Regions from separate parts of the Mus musculus genome. Here region 2 is linked to region 1. Evidence: chromatin contacts called from public HiChIP or PLAC-seq data. All regions are on one chromosome and are shown on one strand. Each heading gives the region's core, a stretch centred on a gene start, on an enhancer-like site or on the middle of the called end of the contact. The rest is flanking DNA. Distances are from core to core; before and after follow the strand shown. Region 1 overlaps Lekr1 (leucine, glutamate and lysine rich 1). Region 2 has its middle 72 kb from the start of Gm25755.

Evidence for each region. HiChIP or PLAC-seq counts read pairs in DNA pulled down with a chosen protein or histone mark.
Region 2: an H3K27ac HiChIP or PLAC-seq map of a colorectal cancer cell line shows a contact between it and region 1, with 4 times the contacts expected there. The contact joins two enhancer-like sites. A contact is called at or near these places in 5 of 39 promoter capture datasets (the 3T3-L1 cell line, 3T3-L1-derived adipocytes, the C10 cell line and 2 more), 4 of 484 Hi-C or Micro-C datasets (adipose-derived mesenchymal stem cells, brown adipocytes, granulocyte-monocyte progenitors and 1 more) and 1 of 115 datasets of contacts at active chromatin or transcription factors (a colorectal cancer cell line).

What each region holds. Positions count from the first base shown.
Region 1 is chr3:65,761,181-65,768,186 of GRCm38.p6, reverse strand. All of the region lies in intron 6 of Lekr1 (leucine, glutamate and lysine rich 1), which reads right to left. Among named protein-coding and RNA genes, the nearest start is that of Gm25755, 6.9 kb to the left of the region's middle. Within about 2 kb of position 2,181, at least 36 of the 459 cell types and tissues checked have an H3K27ac peak or open chromatin away from gene starts, as enhancers often do. A contact at or near this core is called in a colorectal cancer cell line, where this site is marked.
Region 2 is chr3:65,840,386-65,847,778 of GRCm38.p6, reverse strand. No RefSeq gene overlaps it. Among named protein-coding and RNA genes, the nearest start is that of Gm25755, 72 kb to the right of the region's middle. Within about 2 kb of position 3,273, at least 65 of the 459 cell types and tissues checked have an H3K27ac peak or open chromatin away from gene starts, as enhancers often do. A contact at or near this core is called in a colorectal cancer cell line, where this site is marked.

The sequences.
Region 1 (7,006 bases), core at 932-3,431:
CAGGTTAGTCTTTGGTTCACAGTGTAGAACCAGCAGAGGAGACACTGCCGCCATGATTGTTTGCCACTTGTCTTACAACTCTGAATATTGGTAAAGTAAATGAATGTTTTACCTTTAAAAACAAGAACCCATGAAGGTTGTCACATTAAGTAAACAGAAACAGAAATATAAGCAGTGCCTACCAAGTAAAGCATTTTCTTTAAGCAGAAAAAAGCATTACATAGAGCTGAGGAAACACAATTCATTATGAAAATCTCACAATGTAAAAAGCCCCTGGTGTGTTATTGGAAGATGATTTATATATTTTCATGGCTGCTTTTCATTTTTTTTGTTGTATTTTTTTGTAATCAAGAGGTGCTAAGGGATATTTTAAAAAACAAAAGCATAGGATGGTCTCTGGGATTCTGAATGCTCTGTGCGCATCCCACGGGCTTATTAAAGGTTGGCGTAGACTGGCAGGGCCCTTTGTTTCCAGAAGCAGAATGCCCAGTTCCTGTTCCTAATAAATAAAGGAACAGAGTCAGGGGAAGCAGCAGAGAGTCTAAGCCACCTGCACAAAACAGCTCCTTCAGTTTCTGAGGCAAGGAGTTCTTAAATAAGTGCATTGTTCTGAGTAGTCCTTCTCTATAGTCAAATAAATTCAACTTCAATTTTCTGTCATTCAGCATGACATTGGATTATTAGGCGAAAGGCCCTGAATGACTAGGAAGAGAAAGGAAGCGGTGGCTTTAAACACCATGCAGATGTAAGGCGGAACCCATGGAAACAATCCAGAATTTACAACAGCACATTCTATGATGATGTGACTGCCTTCTTTGCAGATATTAAATAAGAAGCAAATGATTTTAAATGAACAAAACCAAAAAGAGCTCTTAGCTTCTCTTCAACATGAAGCAGCTGCTTGCTGGATAGCATTACACAGGCACCAGATTTGCAGTAATTAGTCATTTGAAAGAATCCTGTGATTCTGAAAGGCTTTGAGAAACTGCACATACAAAAGGTATTCATGGTTAACTATTTTATAGGAAGATAGAAAGCTTTAGTAGTCACTTGGAAAGTATAATAATAGGCATACGATAATATCAGAGAAGACAATAATAAATACACCTCAAAGGGTAGAAAGAAGTTTCCTAATATAAAGAAAATACATGCAATCTTAAATTTTGGCTCAAAGTGCTATTTGGAGGAAAAAATATAAGTCAAGGTTCAAGTAGCAAGATGGAAAAAATAAACAGGCATAAAGGCACTCAAAGACACAGGGTAAAAAAATTTTAAATTTCTAGTGTTTGATCTGATAGTTGTAACTTCTAACATCAGATGAGATGGGGCATGTTCAGGGCAGTTTGCCATAGATGGAATTGCAATTTTAAAGGGTTAAGATGACTTCACTGATGATTCTGAGTCACAAAAATTACTCATCTCAAGAACAATACATGAATTTCAACAATTAAAAAAAAAAACAATGGCTCTAAAAATTTTTTTAATGTTAGAGATAAAGAAACCCAAGCTAACTTTGAAGCTTCTAAGCAATTCAACACTTAACATTCCAGAGGTGCTGTGTATGAGTGTTAAAGTCACACTGCCTAGCTTCAAACCCTGGCTCTGCTTGTTCCAGACAGTATGGCTTCAAGAACCCTGCACAGGGCTCTCAGCCTTCAGTGACTTCATAGGCACACAGGAGGGACAGCAGTGACAGGTACATTGTGTGCCACCTATTGTTGTGCTAGAATTAAGCCATCTCTTCCAATTCTACTCTGAAATGAAGGTCATCATTTCCCACCTTAAGGACCTTCCTTGCTCTTGTACAACAAGGGTGTGGGGGTCTATTTAGTTTGTTTTCCTTAACAATTTCTTGGGGGAACTAAGATAAATTGTTATCATTTGTTAGATACATGTAATGAGATCATGGCATCTGTTCAGGCACACTTTACATACTTGTTACATTGTTTTTCTCTGATTGAAAATGTTTATGGAGACATATTGTCAGAGCAGTGGTCCCTTTTATATGTTGTGATGACCTTCAACCATAGAATTATTTATGTTGCTACTTCATAGCTGTAATCTTGCTACTGTTACGAATCTTAATGTAAATATCTGACGTGCCACCTTAAAGGGGTCAACTATCCCCAGCTGAGAACCACTGGTTTAGAGACTGGTCTTGTTTGTGTGAGTCACAAATGAGTATCTTCTGTGTCATGAAGACTAATAAGTTCTGTTCTGCGTACACAAAATATAAAGCAGAAAGCAAGCAAAGGAAAAAGGAGAACACTTGTTATGGGCAAGAACCAAATGAGGTTGAAACACAAAACAAACAGACAAACATTGTCTGATCCTATGGGTGGGGCAGAGGCTTTAACTGTAGTTGGAGAGGAAAATGTTAACAAGGACGGGTATTTGTTTTGTTTTGAAGGCAGTGACAGTTAGATGTGTTCCTTTGTAGAAGGTTCATTCTAGCATCTGTGCTGTGAATTTAATGTATGACTCATAACTTATATCTTACATATGACAAGAAAAGTACACCCCTTGTAGGTGGGGTTTTTGTTGTTGTTGCTGCTGATGCTGTTGTTTTTTAATTACACAAATTGCTTGGCCTTAAATAACTTTGTCCTGACAAAAATGAAGGATAAAGAACGGCAAAGAGGAGAAAGACTGACCAGGCTGTTGGGATGTGATACTTAGATGCGTTCATTAAGGCCTGCATATACAGTGGGTACCCAGACTGCAAGAGCAGCACAGGCTGTGGAGACTTAAGTGTGAAGTGGATGTGAAACTGGGATTCTCCATTAGTACCCTGCAGTGAACATCTGGGAAGGAACTGGCTCCAACAGGGCCTGAGCAGGTGGCGACATGGGAAGGGAGCCGTGCACTGCTGAATTTGGTGGTGCGGCAGACTGCTTCTAGGCATGGCTGGAAGAGTCCACCGAGGGAAAAAGGCAAGTATGAGAGGGTGGAGTGGGCAGAGTGGGCGGAGTGGGCGGTGTGGGCTGTGTGGGCTGCGTGGGTTGAGTGGGCTGAGTGGGCAGGTCTTTTTAGTTCACAGAGCCACAGTCACAGAAAGGGTCATGGAAATAATGATGCATAAAACATCAGAGATGAAATTGTAACTGGCATCAGACAAGAGAACTCCTGCAGAAGCCCTTGGCAGGAAGGACATGCCAAGTGACTAGATGGCTTACTGAGACTAGCAGCCCTTCCCCCAGCTGCAGAAACTGCTACAAAAGACTACAAAAAACTGCTACAAAAAAACTGCTACAAAAAACCTGCTACAAAAGGGGTGAGCTAAAAAGAAAGAGTCTGTCCAGGAGGCAACATTTTCCTACTTTGTTTTAAATGTGCATTATTTTTAAATTTTGTTTAGTTATTCTGTTTTAGCCTGCGTCTCAATCAAACAGGCGTTCAGCGCCTTCCTTCGCCTCTCCCCACTCTACAGTGCTGACTCAGTTAACTTCCTGTCGTCCAGCCCATGCCCATTCCCCTCGTTCACACATCAGTCACCTTTGCTCCTTTCCCATTCTTTCCTTGCTTTGTGACTTAATTATTAATTAAGAAAACACCTAGAGATCACTGGTGATTATAAACGACATTTCCCCAGATCAGCGTCTCATACATCTGAGCCTTCCTGGGCAACAAAAGAAGGGCACGCACCGGTCTTCTCCAGAAAGTTTGCCTCCGCGGTTGCAGTTGCTACACCCTGAAGAGCAGTGGGGAGCATAGTAAGTTCAAGTCAAGATGACTTACCAGGAGGACCTATGTGAAGTGAAACCAAAACAGTGAAGAAACTAGAAAAATAAAAACACTGGAGAACATACCCAGCCTGAAAGACATGCAAAGCACAACAAAGAAACAGAGATAATGAAAGAAAATTCACTAGTGATGTGCTCACAGCTCCTCACTACTAGAGGCCGCAGCTAACCATAAGAAACATTGGTGAGATGCAAGAGAAAGGTCCTATTTTTAAAAAGGACCAATGGCCACAAAGAAGACTCAGATTAGCAAATGAAGGAAGAAGAAAATTGATTTAGCATATAAATAAGAATGTTGGCAAAAAAAAAAAAAAGTAGTTAACTGGAGGAGAATTTGTTTTTAAAAAAAGGGAGAAAAAATCAGTAAGGAAATGAAGTTTTTGAAAAAGTCCAGTGGGGAAGTTGAAGAGTCAACCTACGGCATGGGGGATGCACAGCAAAAAGCATCACTAAAAACTCAAAACACACTGAAGCCAAGGAAGCAGGTAGGCTAACTGCAGAACTTCCCCCTTTCCTTCCTCTACACTCCAATCCAACCAGCCTCCCTGTCTCATCCCTGGTTTGAGCTCTATAGCACCTGCTGTGGGCTATCCTCACTCCTGCTCCTCGTCCCACTAGAGTGAACTGGTCCTGGTGGGCCACCCTGCTTTCCTCCATTCTGTGGATCCCTCCAACACCCTCTTCTAGTGTTAACTCCCAATCCCTAGAAACACATTTTACCCAGAATCCCCAGTGACCATCTCTATCAGGATTCCCAGGAGAATTTCCTACCAGGCAACACACAACCACCACACTCTCATAAGAACCAGAGAGGGCAACAGAAAACAAAGAACACCCGACCAACAAAGACAAGGCCAGTTATCAGGAACTACAATTACAAACTTCCCAAGTTCAGGTGCCTGGATGTCAGCATAAAAACACAGTCAGTAAACATCCAGGACATTGTGTCTGCACTGGCCAGCATCCAACCCTAACATGGTCTGTCCTGAGCACGGCAGCACATCTGAAGCATAGCCTTTATGAAGAGGACAGCGGTCCTTAAAGGGAGGTGAATAAATCCCTCAAAGAAATCTATGAATACATAAACAGAGGGAGGAAGGGAATAAAACAGCTGAAGACCTGAAGAGAGAAAGAGAACAGAGAAAACCCAAAGTGAGGGAAATCTGTAAATAAAATTTTTAGGAACACAAACAGGAAACTCAGGGGCTAGCCTCACCAGTAGAATACAAAAGATGGAGGAGAGAATCTCAGACATTGAAGACACGATTAAGATAAAAAGACTGGACACTTCCATCAAAAAAAAATGTTAAATCTAAGAAATTCCGAGCACAAAGCATCCAGGAAATCCAGGACACCATGAAAAGAACAAATCTATGAATAATAAGAATAGAAGAAGAAGAAGGAAGAGGAGGAGGAGGAGAAAGAGCAAGAGGAAGAGGAGGAAGAAGAGGAAGAAACAACCCATCTCAAAGTCAGAGAAAATAGTTTCAACAAAATCAAAGAAGAAAATCTCCATACCCTAAAGAAGGTGATGCCTATAAAGGTGTAGGACTCATAGGTTACACTAAGTACACTGAACCAGAACAGAAATTCCCTAGGACACATACAGAACAAGGAAAGGGTGTCAAAGCTGTGTGCTGGTTTGAATAGGATTACACACACACACACACACACACACACACACACACACCCAAGACTCATGTATTTGAATGCTTGGCCCATGGGGAGTGGCACTATTAGGAGGTGTGGTCTTGTTGGAGGAAGTGTGTCACTGCTGTGGCAGGCTTTGAGAGGTTTCCTGTGGTCCAGCTCTACCCAGTATGGAGCTCAGTCTTATTCTGCTGCCTTCAGATCAAGATGTAGACTCTCAGCTCTGTCTCCAGCAACATGCCTGCCTGCACGCTGCCATGCTTCCCTCCATAACAGTAATGGACTAAACTTCTGAAACCACAAGTAAGCCCCAATTAAACGTTTGCTTTTATAAGAGTTGCTGTGGTCCTGGTGTCTTTTCCTAGCAATAAAACCCTAACTAAGACAAACTGTAAAGGAAAAAGGCCAACTAACATATACAGGCAGACATATTAGAATTATACATGCCATCTCAAAGGAGACTCAAAAAGCTAAAAGGGTCTGAAAATGAAATTCACAGGTAAATCGAAGGAATTAGGAAAAAATCAGAAAGGCAAATATGGTATGTGTCTTAGAGTTTTATTGCTGTGAAAAGACACCATGACCATGGAAACTTTTTCTTTTTTTTTTTTTTCCATTTTTTATTAGGTATTTAGCTCATTTACATTTCCAATGCTATACCAAAAGTCCCCCATATCCACCCACCCCCACTCCCCTGCCCACCCACTCCCCCTTTTTGGCCCTGGTGTTCCCCTGTACTGGGGCATATAAAGTTTGCAAGTCCAATGGGCCTCTCTTTCCAGTGATGGCCGACTAGGCCATCTTTTGATATATATGCAGCTAGAGTCAAGAGCTCCGGGGTACTGGTTAGTTCATAATGTTGTTCCACCTATAGGGTTGCAGATCCCTTTAGCTCCTTGGCTACTTTCTCTAGCTCCTCCATTGGGAGCCCTATGATCCATCCATTAGCTGACTGTGAGCATCCACTTCTGTGTTTGCTAGGCCCCGGCATAGTCTCACAAGAGACAGCTACATCTGGGTCCTTTCGATAAAATCTTGCTAGTGTATGCAATGGTGTCAGCGTTTGGATGCTGATTATGGGGTGGATCCCTGGATATGGCAGTCTCTACATGATCCATCCTTTCATCTCAGCTCCAAACTTTGTCTCTGTAACTCCTTCCATGGGTGTTTTGTTCCCAAATCTAAGGAGGGGCATAGTGTCCACACTTCAGTCTTCATTCTTCTTGAGTTTCATGTGTTTAGCAAATTGTATCTCATATCTTGGGTATCCTAGGTTTGGGGCTAATATCCACTTATCAGTGAGTACATATTGTGTGAGTTCCTTTGTGAATGTGTTACCTCACTCAGGATGATGCCCTCCAGGTCCATCCATTTGGCTAGGAATTTCATAAATTCATTCTTTTTAATAGCTGAGTAGTACTCCATTGTGTAGATGTACCACATTTTCTGTATCCATTCCTCTGTTGAGGGGCATCTAGGTTCTTTCCAGCTTCTGGCTATTATAAATAAGGCTGCTATGAACATAGTGGAGCATGTTTCCTTCTTACCAGTTGGGGCATCTTCTGGATATATGCCCAGGAGAGGTATTGCTGGATCCTCCGGTAGTACTATGT
Region 2 (7,393 bases), core at 2,024-4,523, 78 kb before region 1:
GATTATTTCTAAAAAGCAAGTGCAGTAAAAGCAAGAGCTGGCCTCAGTTTCCCTCAGAGTTATGGGTGAGCACCTAGGACAGCCCGAGGGTCTCCCTACTGCACAGCATCTGTACTTTGCTCCTGTCCTTCCCCAGGCTTCCACACATCCTTGGCATGTCCTCTGAAGATCCCTGTGACATTACTTCCTTCTGAAGACCAGTGCCTGCATGTCCTCCTGAGCACTCCCTGGAGTTCCTCTTTCCCAGCCCTGTTGACTTGAGAGCACTCTCCTGTCTGCCCCCATTGTCCACACTTGGATCTCTCCTCTGCTGACTCTAAGCTTCTGCAATACGGAGCCATTACTAAAGGCCATCTACCCCCCATAAGCCCTTACAGCTGGATAGTCAATACAGTTGTATGAGTTTTAAGTGAGTTGGAAAAAGCTGGCATTCCTCCATAGCCTGCCCCCATGCAGACATGTATAGCAACACCACAGATTTCTTGGCTGCTGTGCAGAAGCTGGGGGGACCTTAAGTGGTACACTTCACTGTTTCTCAGCCTTGGCACCCTGACTTCTGGCCTAGGCGATTCTTGGCTATTCTGTGCTTTGTTAAGATGTTTAACAGCATCCCTGACCTCTCCCCAAAATATGTCAGTAGCACCTTCTCCTCCCAAGAATCTAGCTGCAGACATTGCTAATCTCCTCCAGGGGTAGAACTGCCCCTGGCTGAGAGCCAATGATGAAGGAGCATACGAGGACTGAGACTTTGCCCAGTGAAGGTTCCATAAAATTTCCCCTTACACAATGCATTTTAATATAATATAAAGCAGTAACTCACACCTCGCCAAATATTTCACCAAAAATATTTGCCTCCTGTCAAATGCTATTAGGTTGAAAGGGAATGGGGGCAAAGGGAACAGGGTAAGGTCTTACACCCTTTGAAATAAGAATATCTTGTTTGGGAAACTGTAATCTTGAGGTTAACACTAATAAGTGTCTGGGGTCATACCAGGAAAACCACAGGAAAGAAAATAAAGAAGAAGCCGATATGAAAGACATATATTTTAGATAAACCATGGTGTTGTGTGCATTTGAGTCATATTTATATCAGAAACACTTTTCCTGCACCATTTGAGAAACTTCTCCATACCCTTCAAACCAGGACCTTTGGCTCACAAAGCTCTTTTTCCTCTGACTTATTCCTCGGGGCCTCACTGCTGGTGAACTGTACCAGTAGGACTAGGAACGTTTGCCTCCAGAGCACAGAACCTTTACTAACTTTCATGATAGAAAAAATATATATTTAAATAGTGTAATAACACATTTGAGACACCAGGAAGGCAGTAGGATTGGGCTTAATGGGATTAGGGTATGGAGGATGGTGGTACAGGAACCACTCACTCAGGAAAACGCATGGAAGGTGCATTCCTAGGATGCTGTGAGCCCTGGTGCTGTGGCATTCCCTGATACAAATGGTTCTGGTGTGCAGGGAGGTAATTCCCAGTGTCATTACCCAGGTCTCCTTGGCTGAAGCCATCTGTCAGCCACAGAGCATCCTACTAGCAGACAGAGTTGTGATGAAACACATTTGTTCAAACATGGGAAATGGTGTTTGAAAAAAGCCACCTTCCTCAATTTCCTTTGACGCTATTATCCTTTGTCATGTCAGAGAGCTGAGCCCAAGGATGGCCAAGAGGCAGTGGTAAACTCACAGTCCAGGGTCTGGGGGAACCATGGGATTGGTAGTTGTCCCCTTCCCTCCTGCCCCTGCAGTGAGGCAATAAAAGATGGATCTCTGAGGCAGTGACTGAGGCATTGTGCATTAACAGCTACATGGAGATTTTCATTTCAAATCTCATGTATTGACAGTTGAAACTGGAGCTGTTACATAAAGCATCACTCAATGTCTTTCAGAGACTCTTTCTCAACACATCATTCACATGCTAGAACACAGAGAGGCCTTTAGATCCATGGGGAAAGTTGAGTAAAGGGTCCAGGATTTGTGTGGAACACATTATGTCAAGACATGAGAATGACAGTCATGGCTGCTGACAGAGAAAGCTTGCTTGCCCAACAGTGACCCAGTATGGCTGCACCCTCATGGACCAGCTGGCAGTACAGACAGATTTGGGGAGACAGCTGGGGACTACTCATGAGAAAGTCAAAGATTTGCAACAACAAGGAGGTTGTTGTTCTTACATGTGTCTCTCTAACCCTAGGTAAGGTACCTTGCTTCAGGAGGCGAAGTGGGACTCTGTAGGTTGGTTTAGTCAGACAGGAGCTATCATCACATGGGCAAGAACGCCAAGAATGCCAGTCTCTGCTCTGACACGCAGACCCTGTTGGAAGAAGTACTTCCCGTGTTGGCTTTGTTCTTCTAAACACAAGTCCACAAAACAGGCTTCAGAGGAGACTTGGAACCTGGCCAGAAGCCACTTCAGGCAAGTCACAGACAGCGGTGAGTCCCACTCACCAGCCCTTGTTTTTCCCATGGGTCACAATACAATGACCTCACAGAACAGTTGGAAGAATGAGTTTAAACAGGGGTCATTAGGTTGGAGTTACTGTCTGAACAGGCTTCAAGAGGGTCTGCGAAGCCTGGCATTTTCATGAAGCACTTGTACATATTTACATGTGTCCTCTTGAGGAGGGCCTAGGCCCTGCCTTCTACTGCAATTTCAAAGAACGTTGGCACTTTCACAAGGTTAAGAATCACTGCTTGGGAACCGTGTGGATGTGTGACTGCAAGCATCCAGTTAAACTATGGCCAGCAAGAACTTTGGAAGTCAAAGGAACACAGAGGAGCATTTGCTGCGTGAGACTCACAGGGGAAAAAAAAGTAGAAAATGTGACTTTTGACCCTCTGTAGCAAACAGCACCTTTTGGACATGACCTTAAATGAAGTCAGTGGTTGAAACTGAGAGGATAAACAGCATATCTGACTGGTCAGAAGACGTTAAAAGCCTTGTAAATGCAGGTGGTAGAAGCAGACTGTTGGCTGCAGTGGTCGGAAGGTGTGTGCAGTGTGTGGGAAAGATGTTCAAAGGGAGGGAAGGATGGACAGGGGCAAGAACTTTCCTGCTTGGTCTACACCCCCACCCCACCCCCGAGGATGCTGGAGGAAGCTGAGCTCAGGAGCAGACCTTCAGTCATGGTCCATCCCGAATGTAGTTTCACATGTGCATGAACTGTTTTTGGTTCTTTAGCCTCTGCGCCACAGGCGAGGCTGAGGGGCTTGTGACTCACTGTGGGTAGAAAGGGATGACTTCCAGTGACTAACGTCTTTAGGCAGGAGGCTCTTCATTCTTGCTGTGAGACTCATAGGGCCTCTCCCACTTCCATCGCCGAAGTCCTCCAGGCGGGCCTCCTGCGACCACACCCCAAAATCTACTTACAGAAGACTAAGCAAAGCAGTTGGAAAGCAAGAAACAAATTTTGGAGAAAAAATGAGTCCATTGGAAGAGAACTTTGCTGACGCCTTTATATGTCTCTGATGATATGGGTGGGGCCGCTGTAATCCTTGCTGTGGAGATGACTCCCTGAGCTCTGCCTGGAGTTTGGCTCCACTGACTGATAAGGCTACCGGTCCCTGGATGGATCAAGGACATTTAAATAAATGCTGTCTCTTCAGAGATAATTTCTTAAGTTTGTGATTCCTAAATTTTATAGAGATACATAATGTCCATGCTGAAGGAAGGCATAGAGGAAATATTCTGGTCCTGTATCCGGCCTCTGATACTTCAAGCACATGTATCCTGCAACATCTTCCCTTTGCTGTCAGCTGGTCTTCTCATATCATCTGTCAAATCAGCCTTCTCCACCACCCTCCTATCCTTCACTTCCACCACACCTAGGGAGAACCATTATGGGGTCTAATTCATTGTATCACCAATGCATGCTGTACAGGAATCAATCAACTCCTGTTTCTACTTAACACACCACATCTATATGATCAGCGACCTCCCTGTATGAAGCATACTGATGTTAAACAACTCTTGATGTAAAATCCTTTCTGAACAGTATTTGTGCTGCAGCTGGTAAGAATTTCTTTTCAGTCTGCGAGAAGCTTCATCCACACTCAGCACTATAAAGCCCTCATGCTTTTTATCTTTCTTGAATTGTCCATAGGTATAGGGATACAGTTCACCAACAGTCCCTGCTAAAGTCAAATATCCTCTCTGATGCTATCTTTCACAAGACAACAATCCATTTACAGGAGAGAAAAACAACTCCCAGGACCAGAGATCCTCCAGCTAGAGAGAACAGACCCAACTTTTGCTTTCTTCATTAGTTTTAGTATGCTTTTTTCCCCTCTGCTGCTTCACTTCAGAAAAGACAGATAATCACCACCTTTATGAGTCAGAATCATAGCTCAGCACCTGCTAGGAAATTGAAAAATATTTCCCCATGTCACATTACAGAGTGACACTCATTGTCTTCACACGGCTGCTGGCATTCACGAGTTTGCCAAAGTGACTGCACTGGAGGCTCTGAAAGCCAGAGCGATAATGAAAAACAATGACTGAAGACATTGCCAAATGCCAGCACATAAAGATAGTAACATGAACTTGATAAACTCGGGCTTTCATTCCTTTTAAATTGTGCAGAGGTTAATAAAGGAGATTCTGTTTATCTCCAGCACAACAAAGTAACAGATGCAGGAAGTTCTGAGTGGTTTTCTTGTTTGTTTTGTCTTGTTTTTTTTAAATGCAGTCATTTCACTATTGGGCACAGAGTTCACTCCAGTCTGTGCTCATAAAGGAGAATCAATATGCTCAGTATCACAGGCCTAAGCTTAAAAGGGAAACTCATGTCCTGATGCAACAGCATTCAGCATGTGAAAAGGTAGGGACTGACAATAGAGCTTCTTGCCCAATTGCCACGTAAAGTAATAAAGATCAAAATATTACTGATCTACAGATGGCAAGTGAATGCTTGATATCTCTCCAAGCCAAGCAAAAGATGCATCAACGTTTTCAGTGATCTCTGCTGCATCTACACTGTAGCTTCAAGTGTGTTTCTGTTCAAGAACAATGTCCAGCTTCTCGGAAATGGGAAACACGGGTGCTGCAATACTTCAAGGACAGTCACATTGAAATACCCAGCCCAGCTGGCTGGTTCAATTCCAAGGCTGTGGTGTGGTCTCTGAAGATAGAAAAAGGGCAGTTCATGCCTTAGGTTATGGCGCTAGGAGGTGACTTTGTAGTTTAGAGGACCTGGCTTTCCTTTTGGGTAGGTGGTGATGGTTATATCCCTTGTCAGTTTTCATTATTTTTTTTCTTTATTGTCCCCAATGTGGGGATTGACAGAGCATATGTACACCCATTGAACATACCCATAACCGTATACTGCTTTGTTTGCTTTTATTTTTAAAGTATATATATATATATATATATATATATATATATATATATATATATACACATATATATATTTAAAGTATATACATATATATTCATATATATATATTTAAAGTATATACATATATATATTCTTTAAAATTGTGTGTGTGTGTGTGTGCGCGCGAGCGGAGGTTAGGAGAGGGTGTTAGATACCCTTGAACTGGCATTACAAGTGATTGTGAGCTACTTGATGTGGGTGCTGGGAGCTGAATTCAGGCCTTCGGGAGGAGCAGAAAGATCTTAACCACTGAGCCCTCTCTCCAGCTTTTTTTTTTTTTTTTTGACAGACTCACACACGTAGATAATGAACTGGGCCTTATTTCTTTCTCTTGCTGAAACCATCTTCCCGACAGGTTCCCTTCTGCTTTACTTCTTCCTGTGTGACTCTCAGTGTTTAAATAGGGCTGCCCGAATGAGAGTGGATGCGAGCTTTTGTTTAGTTTTTCACTCTGGGGAACTATCAGTGGTTTTAACACTAAAGTGACATGCCTTCCGGTCTCCATTAACTGTGAATTGTCTCGCAGGACAATTGTTTCCCCTCCCTTCATGAGCTGAGGAACCTGATGTTGTACAGGTCTGCTGAGTTTGTGAGCGCATTAGCCATGGCCCTGGCGTGTTCACAAGACTGCATCAGTCCTTCCCAACCTGGGACTCTCACAATCTTTCCACGCTCTTCTACAATGGTCCCTAAGCCTTGGAGGAGAGTGTGATAGGCAACATAGATGTCCCATTTAGGGGCAAGCACTCCATTTTCTGCACTTTCCCCAACAGTTTGTTTTTTTATTTTTTTAAATAGACAATCCACTGCAAAAAGGAGCAAAGAAGCGTCTTTGATTAAAGCTGAGCGTTTCACTAATCTATTATGAACATAAAGGTGACTAGGTAGAAGGTATTTGCAGTTAGCAAAGCACTAGTTAGTAGATTCTTCCCTGGAGCCTGTGACCATACCAACCTTAGGTCACAGTTTCAAGCTGGTGATAAGCCAAGGCTTATAGCTCCCAGCATTCGTTCCCTTTTGTGGAAGGGCTTAGATCCAATTAGGAAGAGACTGGTTGCTACATACTGCTTGCGCCAACGGGTGTGGGTGTGCCTTTCCAGGCTACTCATCACTGTAACTCACAGCTAGGCGAGGCAGTTCATGGGCATCTCCTGTGGCAGCCTCCGTAGCATTCACCGTATGATACCTATCTAGATGGGAGATAGCATCCAATTCAGTTCCAGCGTGGTTTCTCCATATCCCGTGACTGTGTGTGGTGTCTTCCACAGCAAAGTCTTACCACCAGGTTTTGGCAGACAACTGAGAACAATGGTACTTGTTGGAGGCCCTCTGGGACCTCTTTGACAACTCGGGGGGTGGGGGGCGGAGTATTGCTCACCCGGCACTGAGAATTTTGCTGAAAACCTCATGGCTTCTCGAAGAGGCATTATCCCCATGTGAGCGCTGTGTAGAAAGACATATGAAATACAGTACCTAAAGATTTAATACTGGAAATTATTTTTAAATGGAATATAAAGACTACAACATTTCATTTTTATAGGATGTAAATAACCTTCTATAGGACCCCCTAAAGGATTCTAAGATGTTTTCCAGGTCTGTCTATACTCTTCTGTTCATTTGAAGCTGGCTTTACTGTCCTTTATTGAATACTTGTCTTTGGATGAGGCTGAAGGTTTTTTTTGTCAGCAGAGCAAGCTCAGAGACAGTGCTCAGATTGTTCTGGGATGTGACATGCAGAGACCACACTGCCATTCCTTACCTGTTCTGGAATGTGACATGCAGAGACCACACTGCCATTCCTCACCTGTCCTGCCTAGTCTCCTAGGCCAAGAATTGCTATTTTCTAGCTGTGCTAGAGGATTGATTAGCCTCTCCATGCCTCTGTCTTCTCATCTTAAGAAAGAAGCTAATATAGCTAGTTCCTGGGCGCTGGTGGATTTCAGACCTCTGGCAATGAGCTGTGCCCCTTATAACTACAAATATTACCTGTGGCTGTTTCTGTTAATGCCGT